4 separate regions of the Mus musculus genome follow, and regions 1, 3 and 4 are each linked to region 2. Evidence: chromatin contacts called from public HiCAR-type and HiChIP or PLAC-seq data. All regions are on one chromosome and are shown on one strand. Each heading gives the region's core, a stretch centred on a gene start, on an enhancer-like site or on the middle of the called end of the contact. The rest is flanking DNA. Distances are from core to core; before and after follow the strand shown.

Evidence for each region. HiCAR-type assays count read pairs that join an accessible place to other places. HiChIP or PLAC-seq counts read pairs in DNA pulled down with a chosen protein or histone mark.
Region 1: an H3K4me3 HiChIP or PLAC-seq map of stem cell-derived neural progenitor cells shows a contact between it and region 2, with 4 times the contacts expected there. The contact joins the enhancer-like site here to the promoter of Fam110b in region 2. A contact is called at or near these places in 4 of 39 promoter capture datasets (the 3T3-L1 cell line, cranial neural crest, liver and 1 more), 4 of 115 datasets of contacts at active chromatin or transcription factors (embryonic basal ganglia, embryonic forebrain, embryonic stem cells and 1 more) and 1 of 9 other capture datasets (embryonic stem cells).
Region 3: a contact with region 2 is called in a HiCAR-type map of astrocytes, with 2.8 times the contacts expected there. The contact joins the promoter of Sdcbp here to the promoter of Fam110b in region 2. A contact is called at or near these places in 8 of 39 promoter capture datasets (the 3T3-L1 cell line, cranial neural crest, embryonic stem cells and 4 more), 3 of 484 Hi-C or Micro-C datasets (embryonic stem cells and olfactory sensory neurons) and 1 of 115 datasets of contacts at active chromatin or transcription factors (astrocytes).
Region 4: an H3K4me3 HiChIP or PLAC-seq map of stem cell-derived neural progenitor cells shows a contact between it and region 2, with 3 times the contacts expected there. The contact joins the enhancer-like site here to the promoter of Fam110b in region 2. A contact is called at or near these places in 7 of 39 promoter capture datasets (the 3T3-L1 cell line, cranial neural crest, embryonic stem cells and 4 more) and 2 of 115 datasets of contacts at active chromatin or transcription factors (astrocytes and stem cell-derived neural progenitor cells).

The regions. Positions count from the first base shown.
Region 1 is chr4:6,217,387-6,220,086 of GRCm38.p6, forward strand. Ubxn2b (UBX domain protein 2B) reads left to right here. Exons shown (of 8, transcript NM_026534.2): 8 at 1-2,402. Among named protein-coding and RNA genes, the nearest start is that of Ubxn2b, 28 kb to the left of the region's middle. Within about 2 kb of position 1,330, at least 19 of the 459 cell types and tissues checked have an H3K27ac peak or open chromatin away from gene starts, as enhancers often do.
Region 2 is chr4:5,642,694-5,645,393 of GRCm38.p6, forward strand. Fam110b (family with sequence similarity 110, member B) reads left to right here and starts at 1,397. Exons shown (of 3, transcript NM_173426.3): 1 at 1,397-1,717.
Region 3 is chr4:6,364,386-6,367,085 of GRCm38.p6, forward strand. Sdcbp (syndecan binding protein) reads left to right here and starts at 1,295. Exons shown (of 9, transcript NM_001098227.1): 1 at 1,295-1,374.
Region 4 is chr4:6,382,459-6,385,158 of GRCm38.p6, forward strand. Sdcbp (syndecan binding protein) reads left to right here. Exons shown (of 9, transcript NM_001098227.1): 5 at 2,568-2,700. Among named protein-coding and RNA genes, the nearest start is that of Sdcbp, 18 kb to the left of the region's middle. Within about 2 kb of position 1,428, at least 101 of the 459 cell types and tissues checked have an H3K27ac peak or open chromatin away from gene starts, as enhancers often do. A contact at or near this core is called in stem cell-derived neural progenitor cells, where this site is marked.

The DNA of each region.
Region 1 (2,700 bases), core at 80-2,579, 570 kb after region 2:
GTACATTGATTCCAGCTCCAAAACCTTACCTGGATTTTATTGACTCAGAAGTCCCAAATCTCATTAAGATTATCTACATTAAGTGTGTGTGTGTGTGTGTGTGTGTGTGTGTGTGTGTGTGTGTGTGTGTGTTGGGGGGGGGGCGGCTTTGACAGTACAATTGTCTGCTCACAAGTTAATGGCAGGACAATTATAAACTATGCTATAAACATTGACCTGTAAAGGGGCAGGAGGCAGTGGAAGCGGAGTCACTGGTGTCAAGAACACAGAATCAGCCAGACACACCATTCACCATCTAAGGCCCCAGGCTGATGTGCAGCTGCACAGCTCAGGCCTCTGAGTTTTGGCTGTCCCTGTCACCTTCCTTTCACAGAAGCCACTCAGCTCGCTTCTTCCTTCTTCTATGGTACTGTGTACTCTTCATGCTAAGATAGCAAAGGTCTGTCAAGAAACCGCAGGATCTCCTGTGAGCCTTGGAGACTAGGCCCACTAAGTAGGACACACTTCCAAGCATCTTTCTGTGTAACAGAAATAATCCCGTCTCTAATTTTTACTTTTTCAGAGAAAAAGGAACTGTGTCATATGCATAATCTCCTCAGAGAGAACTTTGACTGAATATGCATACCTTTTTGTTAGATGTGCGTTGGGGTGGGCAAGCCTGAATGTGATGGTGGCCATCTTCCTCAGTTTCTTTCCACCTTATTCAGGCAGGGTTTCCCAGTTACAACCAGAGTTCACCATTGCACCTAGTTTGGCTAGCCTGCCCTAGGGATTTCCTGTCTCTGTCTTCTGAGTGCTGGAATTGTAGGCAACCATCCTACCCACCCCACAAGACAAGCACTTTAGCTACTGAGCCATCTCCTCTGCCCTTCCCCTGCTCTCACATTCTCTAAAGATTTACAGTCACCTCCTCATTTCTTTCTATACATCAGGTTGTCCTGACAGTGCTGTCATTTTTTAAGTGTTAGTAGTTGTTTACATACACAAAGTATTCTACCAAGCCCTGCTTTCTCTTTATAAATCACCTCTCCACACACTGTTTCTGTTTACTATCAAACTCTATTACAACTAGCAAAGAGAACACAGGTTAACGTTTACTTGAAAAATTCAGCTTAGTCTTAAACTCATCATACAAATTCTGTTTGTCACATACCTGCCCAGCTGCACACTGTGGCTGTATGGAATGTCTGAGTCTGTAGCCACATCTACCTTCTGGGATTGTCCCAGCAGCAGGCTCCACTTCTTCCTGGTTAGCTGGAATGTGCTGTAGGGACCCAGGGTTCTCTGGTTATTGCAAGGAAATGAGCTGGGATTTTTGCTTTGTAGTCTTTGAAACAGGGTCTTGCTATATAGTCCCTGGCTGGTCTGGGATTCATTAGGTAGACCATGCTGACCTCAAACTCAGATCTGCCTGCCTCTACCTCCTGAGTGCTAGGATTAAAGTCCTGTGTCATCTGAGAGCTAAGATTTTAAATACTTGAGTCTGTTGCAACAAGATCTCTGGAGAATTTTTCTCAGTCATATAGAAAACAAACACTTCAGAATCTTTCCTCTCACTATACAGACTCTGCCCTGCCCCTTTTCCTGTGTTAAGTACAATGTGGGTAACAGTTGTAGCTCAAAAGATTACTAAAGCCAGCTGTGGGCACACACGCCTGATCCTACCACTAAGGAAAGACCACTGGAGACCAGCCTAGGCTACAGTATAAAACTGCCTTCAAAACAAAACAAAACAGGAAAACACATAATTTCAGATGGAGGAAAAGTAGTGCCAGAGAGATGGAATCAGTAGGTAGAGCAGGGATGAGGAGCAGAACCTGCAGGCCCAGAATCCATGTCAGTCCCAGCAGCTATGTGGCCACCTGTAGTCTCAGGACGGGGCAGGCAGAAGTGGTGCTGTCTGGAACAGGGGGCTAACTAGACTGGCTGGATTGGGTACTTCCAGACTCCGCAAGAGGTCCTTCTTCAATAACTAGAGAACAATCAGGAAGTCGTGGTCAGCTTCAGCCCTCTAGGCACACACACACGTATGGGCATACATAATCCTGGGGTTGCCTCCTCCCCAACATACATGTGCAAAAAAAAAAAAAAAGCAAAAATGGAGAAATACCTTAATCATTGGAAACAAATGGGCATTACCTGTTTTTAAAATGGGAAAAAAAAATCTCTAAACCTTTAAAATAATTTGAATTTTTCTTGTAGTGTTTTTATCCATTATATGGAATGCCTACAGGTGCATATACAAAAAGGATGGCTGCTGTTTTTGTGCACAATTGTTTTCCAAAAGACAGAGGTGTGCATTAGGACAAAGAATCGAATGCCTGCATGGATGACGGGGACTTTGACAGCGACTCCAGTGTATGCTTTATTGAGAATCCACATATACTCTAGGCACCATAACTTTTAAAATGTATCACTATCACAAGACAAGGTGGCCACATAAGCAGTTAGGAAAGTGTCTGAGGACAGTTGTTTTAAATGATGATGTAATAAAAGTTTTTAATATCTGCTTACAAATAATGTTTTTATTGAAACTCATTGAATGATTCTCAAATTAGCCATGATGTGTAGGTTTGACTTAAGTGGTTGACTGGGTTAAACTTGAGTATTTTCATATGACTTAATTCATATGGCTGAGTTTGCCTTTTCTATTTCTGTTCTACTACAGAAATAGATTTCAGGTACTTTTTGGCTGTTTGC
Region 2 (2,700 bases), core at 147-2,646:
CTGAAATAAAGGCCTTAAGTGACTTCTTGACCTGTACTTCATTATCAAGAAATTACGTGGTTTGATCAACACAAAAGCTAGAAGCTACTGGTTGTGTTTCTGATTTCCAAAGCCCAGGGTAATCTTTTATGATTTTATAAGTCAACATTTTGAACCGGAGCCCATTGGAAAACTGAAAGAGCAAGAAGGCAGTTCAGCGGGACATGTCCTCTGAAGCCCCATGCTGATGCTGTGCAGTTCACTTTGCTGATGCTGTGCAGTTCACTTTGCAGATTCGTTAGTTGAGACATGAGTTTTCCTGGCTCCCCTGCTAGTGAAGGTTTCCTTCTGGCTTGCCTTTGTTCTCTGGTGGGGCACACTCTGCTGCTGCAGGCTTACAGGACATATTTAGGAGAAAGAACCTTGATACTTCCTGCGTAGGTCATGACCTCCTTCCTCCCATCTCTATTTCCAGAGTAAAGATATTCTTTACTTGGCTGTCCGGGACACTCAAATGGAAGTTTGCATCTCAGTCACACACAGTGGGGAAGTGGCAAGGCTTAAAAGAAGGAATGGAACAAGCAAGTGCAGAGGTGGGGTCTGTTTGGGCTGGAAACTGGCTGCGTTTGCTATAATAATGATGACAAATAGCTTCAGTCCACCGACAGGGATTTTGGAGTAGGCATAGAGGCTGACAAGGACCCTGTTTGCATGCCAACCTTCACTCAAAGCCCAGCATTACATCACATGCTAACACAATACTCTTGCAAATAGCCAGAGATTTGTTGTAGCTATCTGATTTTTAGTTGATAATTTCTGAACTACAGGGAATCAAAAGTTGCATAATTTAAATATGTATAGATGGCCTTTCCGCAAAACTCATACAAATGCCATTACATTTCATAGTACTAAGGGTTAAAAATAGAGAAATTTTGCTTGATAGATTTTTTTTGGGGGGGAGGGGCAAGGAATATATATTGTGATTCCCCTAATCTCCTTTAAATTCGGTTATTTTGATATACGTGCATTTTAATTTTTAGACTTCCCACTAGCAAAACTCATTTAGAACATACTTAGTCTTTCTAAAATGCTTCCTGCCCACGGAGAAAACCCTATTACTAACCACATGTGAGGTAGGAGACTTGGCAAGATCTTCAAGAAGGGGCTATCAGAAAAGCTCATCACATCTGCCCACATGTTCTAGGAACCAGCACAGCCTGATGTGCACTGTCCTGGGGTGGAAGAGTCACATCCCAGAGCATCAAGGCTTAGGAGCAGTGGGGGAGTAGGGCACAGGGTGGGCGTGGGGCTGATGGGGGTGGGGCCAAGGCGCAGGTGGGCGGGGTGGAGGAGAAGGAGGAAGAGTGCGGGTGCGGAGGGGGTGGGGCGGGAAGGTAGGCTGGGGGCGGGGCGCTCTGGGGGCGTGCCGGCTGCGCAGAGACACGCGCTCTGGGCCGCAGCAACTGGCTCCAAGTTCCCTCCCTCGCTCTCCTGCGGAGCCTGCCTGAGCCCGCCCCTTCGGTGCGGAGGAGCAAACGCGGCCCCGGTCAGCTCAGCCCTCCGTTGCCGCCCGATCCGGGCCGGTTCGGCTAACCCGGTCCATTCCGAGCCGGCGGCGAGGACCCGGCGGCCACTTCATCCCGGCCTGCAGTGCATCGCCGGGCCCAAGCTCCTCCTCGCGGTCTCCCGAGCCTGGTGCCTGGCCTGGCCGCCTTGCAGGGGCCGGAGTGCGGCCAAGGTAAACGGGGGCGCTGGCGGGTGGGGAGTACCTCTCAGGGTCCCGCTCCGGCCGGGCCTGGGCACCGAGGAGCCTGGCCCGCTGTCCGCCCTGCGCTCGGCTGCACGCCCCGGGCCGGGGATGAGGCCCAGGCTCGGAAGGAGCGCTGACTGCTGGGGAGAAGGTGGGCGAGGACGCGGCGGCCCCCAGCCCCACTCCGTGCTGCATCCCCACCCAGGTCATCCCGTGGGCGCGTCACTGTGCTGTCAGTTCCTGCGGGAATGCAGATCCCGGGGCTCTGAAAGTTTGTTTGCCCCCACCGCCTCCTCCCTCCAGTCCTCCCACAGCTCGGTTGTCTGTTTTCTTTGAAAGCATGAGGGTTGGAAATAGAATAAAATTGGTCCTGGCTCACTCGTGCCCCTGTCACTTAGCGGTGCTCAGAACTTGGCGACAATGCTAGGCTGTGAGAAGCTGGTGTCTGTGCTGCCCTCCTTTTGTTATAGCAAGGAGCCTGATGGTGACAAGTCTTTCCGTGGTGGCCAGCAAAGAAGGAAGAGGGGATAACTTTGCCTTATTACTTCCCAAAGTGGGAATAAAACCACCGGACTCCCAGCTTTTTTGACCCTTTAAAGTTGCTATTCAGATTTATTGACAGTCACCACATTCTCTTCCAAGAAAGAACAGGCATTCTTTCTTGCCTAAGATTCAGGTTTCCCCCCACAGCCAAGTTATGTCCTGTGCAAATCTGGCGCACATCTGTGACAACAGTGCATGGCTGGCTTGTGAGGACTGCCGAGTCTATTTTTGCAGAGAGGAATATGATAGCAGAATCAGCATTTTTTTCTGTATGAATAATATGACTTCCATTTTCATTTCCTCTCTTGGTGTGAAAGAGTTATTTAGCTTCCACCATCTAAGTCATGCGAAAGCACCTGTGCTGTTGATGTTATTATTAGCATCGTTTATTATTGTTGTTATTATTATCATCATTATTATTACTGTTG
Region 3 (2,700 bases), core at 45-2,544, 720 kb after region 2:
TTCTTTGTGTAGCCCTGGCTGTCCTGGAACTCACTCTGTAGACCAGGCTGGCCTCGAACTCAGAAATCTGCCTGCTTCTGCCTCCCAAGTGCTGGGATTAAAGGCGTGCACCATTTTACAGGACAGAGGAAGTCATCAGTCAAGGCAAGCTTACAATACATAGGCGCTTACTTCAGAGAGGCAGGACAAGGCAGTGGGGGTGAGGTTCAGGGAACCTTTCTGTAAGACGCAAGGTGTTTTCTGGTGGCATTCTAAGCATTTGGATTGGTAGAAGCTAGTTGCCTGCTAATTCAATAGATTCTAAAGACCTGTTGTTTATTGTCACAAGATGTTAGTTTAGACACAGGGAAACAAGGAATGGCTGTTCTGGAGGGCCAGGATTTAGCCCAAGATATGGTGATCTTCCTCTGGACTTTCGACATTCCAACCTATTTATTTCCACAGCATGAAATTCTAATTAGGAGTTTTCCTTCACACAGATATTCATTCAACTAGGCTTGTAGCTAAGTATTTTATCTTGATATATTTTTAATATTCAATTCCAATTGCTCATTTCGTGCAGATAGGAAAGTAATTGACTCGTGTGTATATTAACCGTGTATCGTAGCAACCTTGCTGTAGCTGCTTATTCTGCTTACTGGTGTTTATTTTCTCTTTGTTTACATAGATAATCTTGCCAGCTGTGAATAGAACTGTATTTCTTCCTTTTCCATCCCGTAACTCGTTTTACAAGTTGTTCATCAGTTAAGCCATATTCTCCCTGGAGCATCACATTTTCATTCCTCTTGTCATGTAATGCTTATTGTTTTACCAGAGATAAAATTTCAAATGACTGTGATGATGAATAATTTAGATAGACAATTGCTTGCATGCCAATGATGTCATATACTGTTACTAGGAAATGGCCTCAGCCATGGACTGGTGTAGATATTGTCAGTTTCACATATTCATGTACACCCCAAACATCTGGATTCCCCTATCAGCACCATCAACTCTCAGAAAGCACATAGTCCGTGTTTTTAAGATTAGAATGTGGGTTTTATTTATTTCAGGGTGTGTGTGTGTGTGTGTGTGTGTGTTCAACACCGAGAGTAACAGTCAGCAGCCAATGAGCATTCGTTCTGGGAACAAAGGGTAGTAAAAGGCGGCGGGGGCTGCCAGGGAACCGAGGCTGGAGCCGGGAGTTGGGAGGATTTCGTAGAGGGAGGGTGGGCTGGTGGTCGCTCGGGCTGTGCCGCGTTGTCATGGGGACGGCGCGTGCGCCTGCGCCTGCGCGGCGGAAGGCGGGGGCGGTGATGACGCGCAGGGCGGGCCCCGAGGTTCGGTTGTGTGGAGCTGGAGCGGGCAGCAGGAGCGGCGCGGTCCTCGGGGCAGGTGAGTGGCCGCGGGGGTCCCGGGCCCCGGCAGGTCTCGGAGCTGGTCCGGCGCTCTGCTTCGGGCCCCGGGTGGGTCTGGCCGGGTCCTCGCCCGCACTCGGTGGCGTCCTCAGCGGCTTCCGGACGGCTGGCAGGGCGCGACGGACCGGAGGTGACAACGGTTAGCTGCGGAGCCGCTGCTCTGGAAGGGGGCAGGGAGGGCCAGGGCTTGCAGCGGGGTGTGTGCACCAGGAACGGTCTCCGGAGGTCTGGTGACTCAGATCTCCTTGGAGGATTTCCTTCTAATACGGGGCGGAGGGAGGCGTACAGACGTGGAAAGTTTCCAGTTTCAGAAGTGCAGTTATGGAGCCGTGGAGTGTGTGGGATCGTTTGTTGTATTCGTCCTATCTTCGACACATAGCTTTTTTTTTTCTTGTTTTGTTTTGTTTTCCATTAGGTAAATTACTTAGAAAGTGTAGAGTTTTAAATTCTTAACACGCACGCTTTACACCGAGAACAAATGTTTAAGAACGAAAGTTATATTGAAAATAGCTGCTGCCCTGGTCAATTGTCTTACTTTTGAAATGTCAAGGTGATATAGTTCAGCAGATTTGTACTCTCATTTTCCCGATGTGAGGATAGGACAAAGCAGAAAATATGCCTTTTCATCCTGTTAACAACTTAGGTCCTTAAACTGGTAGGTCTTAAGTGGTACGTAAGTATTACTGATCAGATGACTTGCACCAGGAAATAAGGAAATGGAATGACGAGAAGGCTCAGTAAACAATTACTCCATTATAGCCAGAGTCACTTAACTTTGGAAGCAGATTTTAGCTGTGCTGGATCTATTAAAGAGGATTTAAAAATCATGAACAAGAAAGGGCTGATTAAGATTTTGATGCACTTTTGAATTAAGCAGCCCTTTAAAATGAGCACGGCTCACCGACTTCCCCCCATTTTTGCCACTTTCTCTTAGGTAGTAAACATCCAGAGACTGTAAAAGACACCCACACACTTTAAAATACTTATACATTTAATAATCGTTCTCCTTGTACTTATTAATTGCCAAATGTTGCAACACTTACTGAAAATTTTAGCTTTTAAGGATGTAATTAGTAAACATATGGCTCAAAATTTTAAGCATTTAAAATGTAGAGCATACAGTATAAAACCTCCCCTGTGCTTGGCATAGGCTTTGGTTGTGCCCACCAGCCAGCCATATTTCCTCTGGCAGGCCAGTTCTTTTACGGTCTTAGGTACTGGTTCAGATAGTGCCTCTATGGTCAGACATGTAAATATGTTTCCCTCAGTTTAACACTGAGGAAGGCATGATTTTCTGCTGTAT
Region 4 (2,700 bases), core at 178-2,677, 740 kb after region 2:
AGAACGCTTAGGGATGCAGCCTGTTGCAGCTTGGACCTAGGGGAGGGGTTCTAATAGTTGCAGCCTCGGAGCGGCTAGGCAAGTTGTAAGACGTGGCTCAGTGGCTACAGTGCTTGCTGCTATGCCAGAAGACAGCCCCAGAGGATATGACATCTTCAGGCATCCACAGAAGTGGCAAATACAGACATATAGATGAATTATATAAAAATAAATCTTAAAAAATTTAAAGTAAAAAATGTAAAGTCAACCAACAGTAAAGTAAAAAGAGGCATGGAGAAAACAAAAATGCTAGTTGCTATGTTTATAGAAAATTTATCTTCTAACAAAGAAAAAAAGCCAATTATAGCTATTATTTCAGTGTATCTGACTTCCTTTGCCCAGGTCTGTATACTTTGATCCCTTTATGTGAGCATCATACAAGTGTCCCCTCCCCATTTGTACATTTCTTGCTTTGAAGGTAATCTGAAGTTACTTTAGAAGTATCTGCATTTATAAGGCTCTGTGGTATACTCTGTTCTTATTCTATCGTTTTGTTTACTTAATTTGTTCTGCACATTTCTCTTAGCATATATTTCACTTAGTACATAATTCACTTCACATACCGTGTAGTTTTTGCTTTTGTGTTCCACTTAGTTTTTCCCCCCAGCTTTATACAGAAGGTATACAGCTTTATACAGCTTTATACAGAAGGTATACTGTACCAGTGAGTTTGGGCTACACCGCTCTGTGCTCTTGTTGGGTTGCATGCTTCCAGCCACACACCCAGGAACTCTTTGGATTCAGGGATGGAACACACACACACACACACACACACACACACACACCCCTCAGTTAATTTTAAAATATCTTGGCTACGTTAAAGGCTGGGTACTCCTAAACCTTCCCCTAGACCTTCCCCTGCGTTTTTCAGCACTTTTGTCTTTTTTGATAGATAATACTTGCTGAGGGGTCTGTTTAAATCCAACATAAATTCAACTTGACTCAAGCACCAGGTTAATGTAGGTGACAAAATTTATTGCAATCAAGCCACTACTGATTGAGTAGCCTGAAAGGATGTTGTAGGGCATATTTAAAGGAAGAAAGCGTAAAGCAGAAGTGCGGCGGGCTGTACCATTGCTCAATCATATTTTGACATAAAGGCTTAGCAAGGGAGTTTTCACCAATTGGAGGAGGTTCTTGGGTCTGTGAACATGAACTTGGTTTGACCCCACCAGCAACATGGAGCAGTTGTCCTGGAGATGTCTGGACGCTTTCAGCTGCTTCCTTTTAATGGAGGCTGTTCAGCTATCGGGAAGTCCCCAGCTCCCCTAGGGTCTGGGACCTGAATTTTGTTTTTCCCTATGATTAAATGGAGTCTGACAATGAAGTGGTAGTACTTGGAGTCAGTCTTGTGCTTGTTCCCAGCACACTGACACACGGGGTGGTGATGTCATCTCTCTGGCTGTGATTCTCTAATGATAAATGATCTGTCACCCACCCACCCTCTTGTTATCTTTGGGAAAAGCTTGTATGTAGGCATTTTGCCCATTTTTAAATTGAGTGTGCTGTTTTTGCTGTTGAGTTTTGAGTTATTTATGCATTTGGATATTTGCCACTTACTACATGATGATTTTCAAATAACTTCTCCCATTCCATGGGCTGCTTTCAGTTTGGTGAATGCTGCTTTTGTTGTGAAGAACTTTTTTGTTTGTTTTGAGATAGGTTTTGAGGCTGTTCTCAAACGACCCACCTCTGGGCCCCACCCCGGCTGTGAAGGATCTCATTAAGTCGGATGTAGCTCTCCTTACATACAAAGGTCATTGAGAGATTTGTCTTGCGTTTTCTCCTAGTTTTATGTGCAGATCTCCACAGTTATGGCTTTGGGAGTCCATTTGGAGCTGACTTACCTTCTGTATGAGATCAGCCACAGTTCTACTGCCCTGCTCTTGGTGCCTCGGTTTTCCTAATCCCAATGTGTACACACGGAGATTTTTGTCAAGAGCAGTTTAATATGTTTTTATGTTGTCTTTTTATTTCATTCCTGACTTAAAGCCTTGTTCATATTAACTTATTTTTAAATTGATAATTTTATGATTATATCACAGAAAATCCCTGAAAAAAGAAAGTTGCAAAAGTCTAGTGTGACGTTTAAGTTCTAGGAAAATATGTTTGAAATCAAGGCAAACTGCAGTGTAGTTGTTGGCGACAGAATATCTTCTGAGAAATGATTCATGCTTGCTTTCCCTGCTGCACCAGCTTCATGGAAGTGCACTTACCCAGTCTAAGGTCGCATGACCTCGTTGGGCAATGCAGTCTTTTGAGACAGCTGGTGTCACTTATGTGGTTGCTAGCTGATGCAGTTCAGCAGCAGATCCCATACACAGGGGTACCAGTTGACTTAAGTAACAAGTCACTGAGTTTTCTCTATCCAAGGGTAATGGGGGAAAGAAAACCACTGGCATTATTGTGGGAATCAGACTTCACTAGAGGGAATTTGTTAATGGAGCAATATTTATAAGAACTGTAACTGAGTGTGTTCCAGTTAATTGCTGTGTTTCTAAATACTGTCAAATTTGTATTTTTCTTAGCAGTTGGTAGCAAGACCATCCAGTGTGAACTATATGGTAGCACCTGTGACAGGTAACGATGCTGGAATTCGGAGAGCAGAAATTAAGCAAGGGATCCGTGAAGTTATTTTGTGTAAGGATCAAGATGGAAAAA